Regions from separate parts of the Gadus morhua genome. Here region 2 is linked to region 1. Evidence: chromatin contacts called from public Hi-C data. All regions are on one chromosome and are shown on one strand. The core of a region is the stretch at or near the end of the contact, and the rest is flanking DNA. Distances in the headings are between cores, read along the strand shown.

Region 1 (6,939 bases), core at 762-3,261:
ACTTATTGCGCGTCACCCGAGCGCTCAACCCCCTTTCTCGTTATCCTATACTGCATCACGCGCGTTGTACAGAAGCGCGCGCCCCGCATGGGAGTCTCCGCGAGAGGTGGGGCCGTCATCATACAGGCTGTTGCCCGTCCGCAAAGACATGGGTTAAAAAAACTACTTCGGCTACCAACGGAATGTAGCCTTCACTCTGCATGAGGACCACCTGTTGGTCCCAAACACGGGGGTCTGGACGTATGGCCGAACCTTCAGTTTATGGAATTACAGCATATTGTACCTTTTAAAATCGGAAAGCCGGAGTCACACATGCGCGCGCGCAAACAGAAGCACACACAGGCACACGGACACAAATGCGCGTGCGCGCCCGCGCACGTCCTCCAGACTAATTTAATTGCAGGTAGGAAATGTCAATAGATCTTGATCCGATGGATCAGGATTCACAAACCACACCTCGTTCCCATTTGAATCAGTTTCAGGTGTGGTTCCGTCTTGTTTCAGGCCCCGGGGCCTCCGTGCTGCGGGGAGAAGGCGGAACCAGCCGAATGATCCGGGGTCAAACCCGGTCAAATGAAGAGAGAAGCGACCTTCATGGCGGAGCAGATAATAAACGTCTAGATCTTTATTTGATTTGATTTATTTCTTGATCAAGACGCTAAAACAGTAATCCAAATGATGACATGCAAAAGTAAAAGCCTTATTTCCAGCATTGTCCTTCGAAATAGATAGAAATATTATAGTCCAGCGGTTTGTGTGTTATCTTTCTCGGTCGGCGGGTGAGGAGGGACGGAGTGCGTGACGAGGCTGGATTCCGAGGCCAGGCGGAGATTAACAGTTGGTTGCGGCGGAATGATTCATCATGCTGCTGGGGCATCTCCTCCTCGCGCACGAGCTGAACCATCTGTCCCCCCCCCCCCCCTCCCCCACCCTCAAACACACAAACACACACACACACACACACACACACACACACACACACACACACACACACACACACACACACACACACACACACACACACACAAGCACATACACTTACACACACTGTTTTGGGCCCCTCGCTATTTCTTTACGTTGAATTATCATCCCGGTAGAAATGTGTGGAAACAGAATGATGACCCCAATTTGTCGAAGCAGAATGTCGATACAAACAAACAAAAGCAAAGGAAAACAAATAAGGCGTTAAAGCCTACGTCTTTTTTTATCATGATGCACACACACACACACACACACACACACACACACACACACACACACACACACACACACACACACACACACACACACACACACACACACACACACACAATGCATGCTTACACGCAAACTCAGATGACTTGTGCTTATATGTTGCATTAGCCTAATCATTTCTATCATTAATTACTACTGCAAAGACATAATCTTAGTTGCTTGCTAACAGCAACTTATAAATAATAATCAATACAAAGTTAGACCGTATAAGATTGGTGATGCTAACTTGTGATGCTGCCTGGGAATATTTCAGCATTCCATTACGCTTTAGCATACAATACAATATGCCGACATTTCGCTCATCATGTAGCGTAATATCGTACAAAGACCTTGTAGGGGGTTTTAATACGGATCAGTAGTGAAAAAAATCGTAAATGTTCAAAAATGTATTTTATTTTATTGATTTCCCAGAAAACATTGGCCTACGTCAAGACTAACAGGTTAAGGATTCCGTGATGCTATACCGCCACCGTTTGGCCAACAGACGAAACACACACGCACTCAAGAATCAACAGCTTTTCGTTGCGTAATAGCCTATAGGTGCCCGTTTATATAAGATTTTTGTGACACATTTACGCCTCCTGTAAATACACATGGAGTGAAAGTTTCATGATAGAAACACCAAATAGGCTACATCATTTATGCACTGTTAAACTAAATGATGACCCGATATGCACGCCTATATATTAAAACGATCACTATTAACATCTGCGTTCTTAATAAAATAACGTGCCTCATTGGCCCATCCAAAGAAAAACAAACAAATCCTATATTAGGCTATTATAAACCTTATATATTATACCTATGAATGTATACATTACATTACAATAACATTACATAAACCATACACAGAAAAAATCAAGGTTTCTGACTTAGACAAACGCGCGCGCGCACACACGCACATGAGAACAACATTGCAGTTGCATGGCACATGGTCGCCGCGATCATGCCGTGGTTCATGTGATCATCCGGGTATTTTCAAGGTGTTTACAGATTAGTGGGCGGGGCAAGTCGTGGGGCGTCAACTACAAACATAATAACTATCTAGAAATCACTCAAAATATTCAACGAAATATAGATATTAATCAATGAAAATGGTGTTCATGTCATTAATATCACTTTATATCAAATATTTAGTGAATATTATTGAATAAAGTCGGAATGTGGCGGGGAGCATTGCAGAAACGTGACAACTCGGTACCGACGTCTGCGGTTTCGGCCAATAGCGAAGCTCGAAGTCATGTGCGTCATGCTATGGGCGGAGTCATGACGGATGTAGGCGAATCGAGGTTCCGTTGCATAGACGGTGCGTGTCTCCTCTCCTCCAAATCTGAGATATGTACCCGAGCATCAGCACTGCCTTGGTGTACGACTCAGTAAGACTCATCGACTGCTGAGTATCTGCTCAGTTTTTTATCGGTAGACTGTAAAAAACATTCTCCGGTCAATTGTATTGAAGGGCTTTCACTTCGAGGAGTTGACAGTCTTCCCACGGCGCGATACAGTTAATTCTTTAATTGCGTGGACGTGTCGTGTCTGATTTCTTCTATTTTGCGTGTAGCCGCGGCGCTAGTTATTGCAAGTTTATAGGGCATTGACAAACGTGTCACAGAGCATTGGTACGCTTTTTCTCCACAATTTAGAAAAAACAAGTTATACAACAGAAGGCTGGGGACCGCCACACACGGTCCTAACGCCGGTCGAGTACCTGTTCGCATCGCCGTAGAGCGCAGACTCTTGGACCAATGGTTCAGAAGTCACCAGTTTCTGTATTCTATGACATGATGGACAAGCTTTTATTAGAACAAGGTTAAAAATCGGCCTGTTTCTGTTGATCAAGCAAGACCATCCCCGGGTTACGCTGTGGCCTTGATTTTACGCATTTTTTCTCTTCGTTGACCAAAGCAAAGAAGATCGTTCCACAAAACCGAGCAGACCTTTATTTATTTTTTGAATATAGAGTCTTTATCGTAAAGCACTCGCCCGGTTGAGTGATGGTTGTGAACACCATCCACTGGTTTAGGAAGGGCTTGCGGCTCCACGACAACCCGGCGCTCGAGGACTGCATCCAGGGAGCGGACACGGTGCGCTGCGTCTACATCCTCGACCCCTGGTTCGCGGGCTCCTCCAACGTGGGGATCAGCAGGTGGAGGTGAGACCAACAGACGCATCACACCCGCCGTCATCGCGTTGGAGGCCGAATGCCATATGCGAGTATAGACGCAGCTGGTTTATAGGTTTAAAGTTAATTCAGGCATCCAACATTTCATTAAGGTTAATGTTATCCAAAAAGTGACGTAAGTATGAATGACTGCATGGGGGGGTGGTGGGGGGGACAGTGGATGCATAACAGGGTGAGCGAGGGAGGGGTGGGTGTAATGGTCACGGAGCTATGCATCTTGAGCTTGGACGCGTCACGTGATGGAGATAAACGCGCGGCTTTCTAGTTGAAGTCTGAGTCGCCGTCATCCTCCTGTCTGAGTGCCGAGCCCCATCCGTAGAAACAGGGGTTTGGTTAAATCCCAACATTGCACATGTCGGTGAAGTACTAACGTGTGTGTACTGTATAGTTGTTATTCGATATCATATAACTCTTTCGTTGTGTTACCAACTGCGCAACAAGACATGACGCACACCACCGGAGTGGTCAAGTTTCTGACATGTTGGATCGATGAAATTTATAGTTTAGTTTTTAGATTAAAAGTAAAAAATGCAGAGTGGTCGAATCCGGATGACTTACAACAATCGCATCGAATCGACGGTTCAAGTGGGTCACTGTGTTAGCCGAGAGGCGTCCCTCGCCAGGGCTTTGTTTTGACCCACTTCTTCTTCTTCTTCTTCCACGATAAGAACAGTCCCAGGTTGACCCTCCTGGCGGCCCTCTGTTAACAACAATGCGTAACAGAAGTCTCTGTTATGAATGGTCGCAGCAGCGGGGTCCGCTGAGAGACGCTCTGCATGAGGCCGCTGCTGGATGTGCGGTCATCGATTTTACATTTGAAGGTTTTGCCGGTTATAAAAAAAAGGGCTGCACTTAAGCAGGATGACTCAATATGTCTATTTGTGTTTGGTACATTCACAACACGGACGTCATCCGCGACCCACTTCTCATGTTTTTTGAGGATTCTCCTCTGTTCTCCGCAGTCGGTGAACCACCAACACTGTCTTTAACCAGCCTTTAGCTTTGGATACGTCATACACATTTGTATGTGTCTAGTAGTTACGTTAACTATTATTTTTAGATATGCATTCATGAATTAGCGATAGGTTGTTTTCTTAGGATGGGTAATGCATCGTTTAATGCCTTGCGTGTGTTTTTTTTTTGCCACTCGTACTCAGGTGATGAATACTAATGCAGTGATGGACCTCAATTTTGCCAAAATGTCACCTCCCTCAAGTCACAGTTAATAAATAAATAATAAGTAACTGAATGAATAATAAAAAATCGAAAGAACAAATCGTATTCTGCATTTATATTAGTAGTTTTTTCTTCTTTAGGTTGCAAACCTAAGCAACAATCACTGGTTTTAGTGACATCTTGTTCCTAGTCATCCCGGATTAGGCTGTGATTGTTAAAATAAAATCATCATTGAGTGATGAGTATTTGTATACCTGGAACCACAACTACCTCAGCCAATACAAATAGGCCTATGAGACAATCATTCAAACAGACTGGGATGAGATGAAACATAAAAAACTAAAAGGCGTCTTTCACCCTAGGGATCCCTCGCATGATGTTAGAAAATATTCAGAATCTGTCAGCCATAAATTACGCTACAATTACAATAACATTTCAGCCCGTGTTTGTAGATTACGAGTGCACTGAAACCTGGTCAAAAACCGTTGAAGCATAAGTCCCTTCGACCCAAACCGCCCGGAATATAGGTTCCGGTTTGAGGAGAGAATCCTCAAGTTCTCCTTTAAGTCCTCAAATCGCTCTCACCTCGCCTCCAGCTGTGAACACTGAGTCAAACCGTGGTGGATGTATATACACTGGATATATATATATATGAGAAAAACCACTGCGGGCACAGAAGGCCCCCTCCTAAGAACCCTGATGGGTTTCCACAGCAACCGAAAACATAATATTGCAAGTTGCTTACGTGTGTGTGAAGTGTACCGGCCTTCTGGGTCAAGAGATTTGCAGGCTGTAGGGACTCGGACAGGGAGTCTGTGTCGGTCTGTGTGTATATGTACTCGTATTCAGTTCCATTACAAATAGAAACACACAAATGCGCTTGCATATGGAAGGATAGTCGAAAGACTTTCGTTTATGCTCTAGAGCTCCATCAAGATTGCACCTGTGTTGTTCTGTGAAGTACGTCTGAGTCGATGTGTGAGTCAGATCTGGTCGCACCTTTCTGTAGCACCTTACTGAGTGATGAGTACAGTAGTATTCACACTGCTTAAATGGGAATGAAGGGGTGGGTGTGTGTGTGTGTGAGTGTGATGTATCCTCTTTTTATGGATTCAGTGTGGATGCCAAAACGAGTTGAAGAGAGAGGACCTGGACTCAAATACAGGTGGCATGTGATGTACAAACTTATGTTCTCACTTTCAAGAACAAACTTGATAATGCAGCCTTGGCCTGTCTGTCCATTACTTTATCGATGTAATAAAATGGTTTGCCAAAAAAATCTATAAACAGGGTAATCATTTAATGCTTTCAGTGGGGAAAATATAAAGTTGGATGATGAAGTGAAAATATAAAGTCTGAGCCCAACAAAGTGTATGTCTAAGGTTCGACAAAGAAGGTGACAAAAAAACAGAATAAATTCAACCCAAACTGCATGAAAGCCGACCTGAAAAGTGAAAGCTTCGCGGAAATGTCTTTTGGAACAGGGCTAGGGTGAGCTAGTATGAGGCTAACGACACCAGACACCCGGGAACATTACGTTTAGCTGTTCCTCCGCGGCCGCGGGCCCGTAGCCTAGCACTCGGTGTGCTTTCTGCAGCGTTCAGAACATTTACTGGCGGTCTGCCAAGGTTCCCTTTAGCAGGGCAGGCAGGGTAATGTGTGTGTGTGTGTGTGTGTGTGTGTGTGTGTGTGTGTGTGTGTGTGTGTGTGTGTGTGTGTGTGTGTGTGTGTGTGTGTGTGTGTGTGTGTGTGTGTGTGTGTGTGTGTGTGTGTGTGTGTGTGTGTGTGTGCTATCTCTGCTATCAGGTATTACTAGCGTCATTAGCATCGCGCTTCAAACAGGTTGTGGCTCTCTGTCTGTCAGATCCCAAAGCAGCTGGCCTCTTATTGCGTCATTCACGGCGTAACGGACCCTGCGATGTTTGCCATTTCGGTTGGAGCGGTCCAACGTTCACTTGTTGCTATGGTTACATTTCCCTGATGAAAATGTTGTATAAAGCAATGCTGTCGGATGTGTCGGCTTTCACTTGAAAGTTATGTGAGGGTTCAGTCACTGATTACGAGATTGCGAAACAATCAGCTCTTCTCCTTAAACTGGGAGAATATTGTACCAGGATTTCTTGTTCTCCGCTGCCCCCTAGTGGCGGTACAACGCAGCAACAGGCCACTGCTGCTACTGATGCTACTGATGCTACTGCTGCTTATTGAACTATAGGTGACCCCTTTGCTTTCCCGCTCAGCTTACATAAGATAACGCTGCGTAATGATTTTATAAAAAGCTGAGTGTCCTCAAGTGGTGGATCTGACAGCTGCTATATATACATGCA
Region 2 (6,371 bases), core at 591-3,090, 150 kb before region 1:
CTGGACGTCGCCCCGCTGGACCACCTGCCACATGGCGGCTGAAACCAGGCGCAGCGGCGGCACGAAGAGACGCAGGGACGGCAGCGGGAGATGGGCCTCTGGGAGGAGGAGGAGGAGAGGAGGGGATCAGCTCAGGCCTTTGGTAGCCTGGGTCACGCGAAGTGCATCGACACGAGCAGGCGACAGACGCTCTCGCTCTCGCGCACGCGCACACACACACACACACACACACACACACACACACACACACACACACACACACACACACACACACACACACACACACACACACACACACACACTTCAATTCAATCCGCCGGCAGAAGGGTCGGGAGAAGAGCAATACATTTCTTTCTGCTTCCGATACGTTTTTTTTGCAGGAGCGAATCACCAAGCTGGCTTTTCCCCCTGGTGCGCCATTGGCTGGTTTTACACAATGACGACAGGGAAGCGACGGCAAGCAGCCTATCGAGCTGCCTCCGAGGCTCCTGGTTCCATCTAGATTCCACTTGGGTTTTGAATTGTCGGTGCCGTTGAAGGAGTAAACGATTATAAATGCTACTTTAATGGCACCGACAATCCAAAACCCAAGGGGAATCTAGATGGGAAAAGTGTGTGGTTCAAAACGTGAGCAGCTTTTACTTCTTCGCCACCTACAGAGTTTGTTATGTACGATAATTCAAAGACCCCATGTAGTTTCCCCCCCTGACCAACGTGCAATTTACGATTGAGCAGCCTTGGTCTGGCAATAGCCGGCTATGCCTTTGGGGCCGAAGCAACAGTACATCACAGTGACCGCCTCCATTTTGGAAGCATAGAGGACTGGATGTTAGTTACTGTGCTGGTGTTAATGCTTATTTGGTCATTGTTTAGTAATTAATCATGAAATCCTGTGTCATCATGGGAAGACATTGTTGGATTTGAAACTGCTGTTTATAATGCAAGACGTGTCAAAGCTACATTTTTTATGGATTTAGGATTTTTTTTAATTCAGGGTCTACAGTACAACAACTCCCTTGGGTCCTCTCAACATGGCGTAATATCTCGACCCAAAACTCCCATGATGCATTCTGATGCGCATGCCCTGTAGCCGTACAGTGTGGGGTCAGAATCATGAGGATAACTTTTGATTGAGTCTCAGTTTTGCATTATGTGGGATCTGGAGTCTTGTAAGGGAACGACAGAGAAATGGCTAAGATTATTTTACTTTACATAATATCGGTAACATACATTGCATTCGTGGTGCAAAGGAGGATTCCCAGCATGTCCTCTATTATGGCTATCAAACAGCGCATTTGAACGTTTATATTGTATTTGCTATTTATTATTCTACTTTCTGTGAAACATTGTGTATCTGCAGGTATCGAGAGGTTGTGACGGTAGTAGTTGTGTTATAAGTTATACCTTGTGATCCTTGATCGCGGTTGTTACTCAACAGATATCGCCCCGAGTTGTGATGAGGTCGGTTTGACAGGTTACCCGCGAGCTACGGCTAGCCATCATGGCTAACATACTAACTAGCCAGCTAGCGGGCTAGCTCCCTGCTAGCCGGTTAGCTCCCTGCTAGCGGGTTAGCTCCCTGCTAGCGGGCTAGCGCCGTGCTACTGTCTCAGAGCGGGGTACGCCATGTTGAAAAACGGGCGCACACAATCTTGCAGAAACTTGATAAGCAAAAACATTTATTATATTTTAGGTCCATATCGCCTTACCATTCTCACCAGGACTCGGGCTCTGCATCTCGGTATTCAGATGGGACAAAAGCAGAGGATAAATGTCTTAACTTGAAATGGTTGTGAGTCACTCTCCGCCCGACCCTGCGGTGCTAGTGGGGTGGAAGGAGGGGCGGCTCGATATCTGCGCTGGGTGCGCAGAACGACCGGATGTAGTTCAGCATGCGCTGCAAACTGTAGACACCGTACACACCCGGGCGCGCACCGCATACGAGGGGGTGATGGCTGCTTTATTCACCTGTTGTGTTGCATGACAAGACGAGTTATGACAATAATAAGTTCCAAGTAGCTTATTTGAAACGATTTTTTTTGTCAGTCGAAATGAATAACATACAATAATAAAAAGTTGTTACAAAGTTTTGAATACAAGTATATATTATTTGTGAATTTGTTTTTGTTTCTGAAACTATTTCAACTTGTATCTTTTTTAGAGTGAAATTCAGCTATGCAGCCCATGATGTAACCAGTGTCGCGTATATTAAAATGAGCCTGCCTCAGGACGGCACAGACGGGGGGAACTCCGCCGTTAATTAAGAGGACAGCTTTGATTGACAACCGGCTGAGCAGGTGTGCCGAAACCCATCGCTTATGGTAGGTAGAGCGTCGTTTTCTCTTTGGAAGGGATTCAACCAACCGCGTTCATTAGAGCAGTTGGGAAAGATTATATTTGGACGCACATTTGTATTAAATGCTTAAACTGAAGACTGCGATAGAAATAAATGGAATGTCGCAGTTTCATGTTCAATAAATGATACACCTTGTCTCTATGACTATGAAATTCACCGACTCCCCACTTTCATAAATATGAATACATTGAAATATGAATGTACTGCGTTCATATCAAATAGTAATCAGCTTTAAACGAGAACCATACTACAATCACGGCAATTTTGTCACATATTTTTTTATTGCTTATTTTTCATTGGCATATAGTACCCACATTGTAATAACACAAAACTCGAAAAAATCAGCATAGTCCTTTAAGAAAATAGCCGCCAGGGGCCGTGGTTACACTGATTTTACACAGGGCTTCGTGCGTAACAGCACCCCCTAGCGGTTCTATACGTTTCAGAGAATCTTACCCCTCTCTCGGACGCAGCCATCCACACCCACCACTGGCTGGAGGGAGCTCCACACATCAACACACACCTCGCCACCCATGTCCCTTCATTGGGAGGTTGAAGTGCATTGGAACTTCGTAACTCCTCTAAATTGAGTGATAAAATAAAATGTCATAGATTAGCCTACTATCTTGAAGACCGAATTGAATCGACCACGTTAAAACCAAGTGAAACAATTCAGGGTTCAGGTACCCGTTCAAAGCGGGCACCTGAACGCGGGGTCAGGAGGTTTGGTCCTCATTTAAGGTTCTTTCATCAAGGAGTTGATTGTTTCATTTCCTTATTTCAATTAAAGAAGTCATGTTTTTTAATTAGTCTCTAAAACCCCCAAACCACAAGAGCCGTAGCTAATAACGCCTCCCCCTAGATGAATTCCCGGCGCTAGCACGACGTGCTTTAAAGACCTGTGGCGTGCCAATGTTTTGCTCTGAGGATGCATCCAACTCGACTCCTCTCCTTTTTATACCCTGGCCGTCCTCTGCCAACACAAACCATGGCTGCGTTCCAGAACGTTCTCCTTGATCCCTCCTGCTGTGGGCACCAGCAGTATCACGACTGAGCACTGGGAGACTGGGAACCGGTTCGGAACAGCCGAGCTGCCAGAGACATTAGTCATCAACCAACTGTCGATCATCTGACCAAACAGAACCTTCCTACTCTGTAGCCAAGCACCTTTGTTGCATGACGGCGCGCGACGTATAATCGCTCAAACATTTCCTATTCGGAGACACCAATGTACCCTCGGGACCCGTGACGATTTGTGGACGAAAGCGGATCTTTGGGTCGCGGATTCGACAACGAGAACAGTGTGCACAACGGAGATCGAGGAAAAGATCTGGAGATTGAGCAGGAAGCGAGATGTGGAATCGTGTTAGACAGACTATTCTATTGGAATGCGGCCCATACAACTATAAACTATCAATATAAATGGAACACGCGCCGCGGCCTGTGGAGACGGGGTCGTTGAAGGGGCAGGCATCCTTCACATCGCCAAACCTCCAGAACAGAGTTGTGAAGGCAGCTCTCACACCGGGGAACAGGGGAGAGAGACCCTAAAACGACGTGCAAGAGTAGGACAGAGTGGGTGAGGGTTCTACATAACCCATCAGGAGAAAGAGGGCAGTGAGTCTGAATTACCCTTGTTCTGTAAGAGGAAAATCAATCAATACAGCTACATCCATAATTCCTGTGTGGGTTTTCAGCTAGATAATAATGATGTTACAGGATGCTGCATTGTAAGTGCTTTTTGGTGGGTTTTGAGTTTGGGCTCTTTTGGCGTTTTAAGTTTGACTTCTTTGCTGAATGTTTTATTTTTATTTTTTATATTAGTTGATCTAAATCCAACTTTTTCCTATTTTTTAAACTCCAACCTTGAATAAGAAAGTGTATGCTTTGGAATAAAGGGCCCTTCATCTTCAGACTTTGTGACTTCAGACATTTAATTCCTCATAGTGCCACCCTGTCTCTCTCTACCATTTGCTCTCCTGAATTATTCGGTACGGTTCTGTGGCTCATTAAACACACTTTCACCTCATCCCTCTTTAAATCTGCATGAAAGTCTTAACAGATTTAACTTTGTGCGAGGAAGATAAGTTGGCCTGTGTGACACTAAATATGACAGTTATAAGACATTAAAGGAACAATCAACCCTAAATATGAATACTAAATATTAAGGATATAATGAGTTTAAATTCTGAAGTTTATTTTCCCCTCCATCAGACGATTGTACAAGACAATGTATTGCTCACTTGCAAACAATGTCAAGTCACAAAAATAAACACAAAACAAACCCAGTATAATATAATTTTTTCGTGTATCATAATACAGTATAAAAAAATAATCTTGAAACAAATCTTCAGCATGCGCGTGAATGGAATTACGTGGAGAATCATAACAGGCCAGGGTCACAACATTTTGGAGACTCAATCGTTGCACGTATCTGATGGGAGGAGAAACTGATTCTTAAGCCGAGATGGGTGAAATAGAGAGAGTGGCAAAAACAACCCACACGGTGTAAAGGTCATCAATATCGTTGTTTTATTGGCTCTAAACCAAGCATCTCAGGAACACTTGCACTGTCTGTAGCACGACGGCAACACCTTCATCACGTCGTTAGACTCTACACCACATCCCTGCTATTAACACCAGCTATCATTTATATATCAGGTATTTTTTTATATGTATATATGCATATATATATATATGTTTATATGCATATATATATGTATATATACATATATATATTTATAGTACAATATACATGTTTTCATCAAAGGTAAAATTGCAAAAAAGTGAGCTCCTGGATTCCTACTCTTTAGTATTGCATGCATGTGTTGAGTGCGTTGAGATGTGTTGGACGACGGGGAACGGACGCGCAGGCAAGGCGCTGCTCAGCGCCGTGGGTTCGTGGAGAGATGTCACGTGGCGGGCGGACAACGCCGCAGTTTGACCGGGACACAGAAAGGAGCCATGCTGCTCACCCAAACACAACCCGACACACAACTCAAACGCACACTCGCACTGCTCATTCAGTGAGAAGCACAGCTTAACGGCGCAAAATAGATCTTCTTTATTCACTTTTTTGTTATTGTTTAATGAGGAATAACAAAGGGGCTAATATGGAAAGAAATAAACGTACAGTTACTGAAGAGAGCTGAGTGCAAATCAACACCAAATCGTTTTGAAACACTAGCGATACTGCGTTTGACTGTTTGAGGCACAGCAATAAGGTGGAGGGCCTTGGAGACTAAAGGTAGCTGGATACTTCGCTGTGCAGACTGCAAGGGACGCATCCACCTCGGAGGTCACCCAGGGTGAAGGAATGGAGGGTTCATTTAAAGCTATGATGGGTAGTATATGTGCACAAGATAAATATACTGTTGTTAACTTTTTAATATAACTTTAAAATAGCTAATCTATGCATTTGTTTTTAAATAATCCAAAAATATCGTTATTTTCTTATATAGGGCATCTAGTTCATATATATCTATGTATCTGTTATCTTACTGTATTTACCACACCAAGCAATACAATGTCAATATGGAAATAGGCTATTTCCATATTGTTTATATGATTTTTTTTTGCTTTTGTAAAACAAAATATCTGAAAATGTAAAATAAACTGTATAGTGCTATGTATGTAGGTAAGAAAATAAAGTAGGTTCATATAATTCATCTTCTGTAACTATTTACAGATGTAAAACGGCCTCTTAGCTGCACACGTTCCCCCACCTAATAAGTCAATTGGCCTAAAATACTTTGTTGAAGTCATCGTACGTCTGCTACAATCCATTGTGTCCTTCGGCTGTCGTATCAGTCATCCAACCCATTACACAATAAGCATCATTTACCATCCAGACAAGCACCATACAGAATCAACACTTCATGGACCCCAACTCAAACAATTGTTAAATGTTGATTATTTAGAATTCATATTTGACTCATAATTATTTAATTATTATTGTAAGTTTGAAATTTGTTTTTTTAGCGAGAATTCTTTGGACCTTTTTAAAGTTTGGGCT

Evidence for each region. Hi-C and Micro-C count contacts between places; a contact is called where the count stands out from the background.
Region 2: a Hi-C map of gill shows a contact between it and region 1, with 6 times the contacts expected there. The contact joins the promoter of LOC115541415 here to the promoter of cry1a in region 1. A contact is called at or near these places in 5 of 6 Hi-C or Micro-C datasets (blood, gill, gonad and 2 more).

The regions. Positions count from the first base shown.
Region 1 is chr4:1,212,554-1,219,492 of gadMor3.0, reverse strand. cry1a (cryptochrome circadian regulator 1a) reads left to right here and starts at 2,011. Exons shown (of 15, transcript XR_003976348.1): 1 at 2,011-3,406.
Region 2 is chr4:1,363,119-1,369,489 of gadMor3.0, reverse strand. It overlaps LOC115541415 (zinc finger protein 62 homolog), which reads right to left and starts at 1,840. Exons shown (of 7, transcript XM_030353130.1): 1 at 1,710-1,840; 2 at 1-98. The coding sequence starts at 1,737. It overlaps LOC115541516 (a long non-coding RNA gene), which reads left to right and starts at 1,854. Exons shown (of 2, transcript XR_003976369.1): 1 at 1,854-2,321; 2 at 3,360-4,269. It overlaps LOC115541443 (ankyrin repeat and BTB/POZ domain-containing protein BTBD11-A), which reads right to left. Exons shown (of 13, transcript XM_030353184.1): 13 at 4,533-6,371.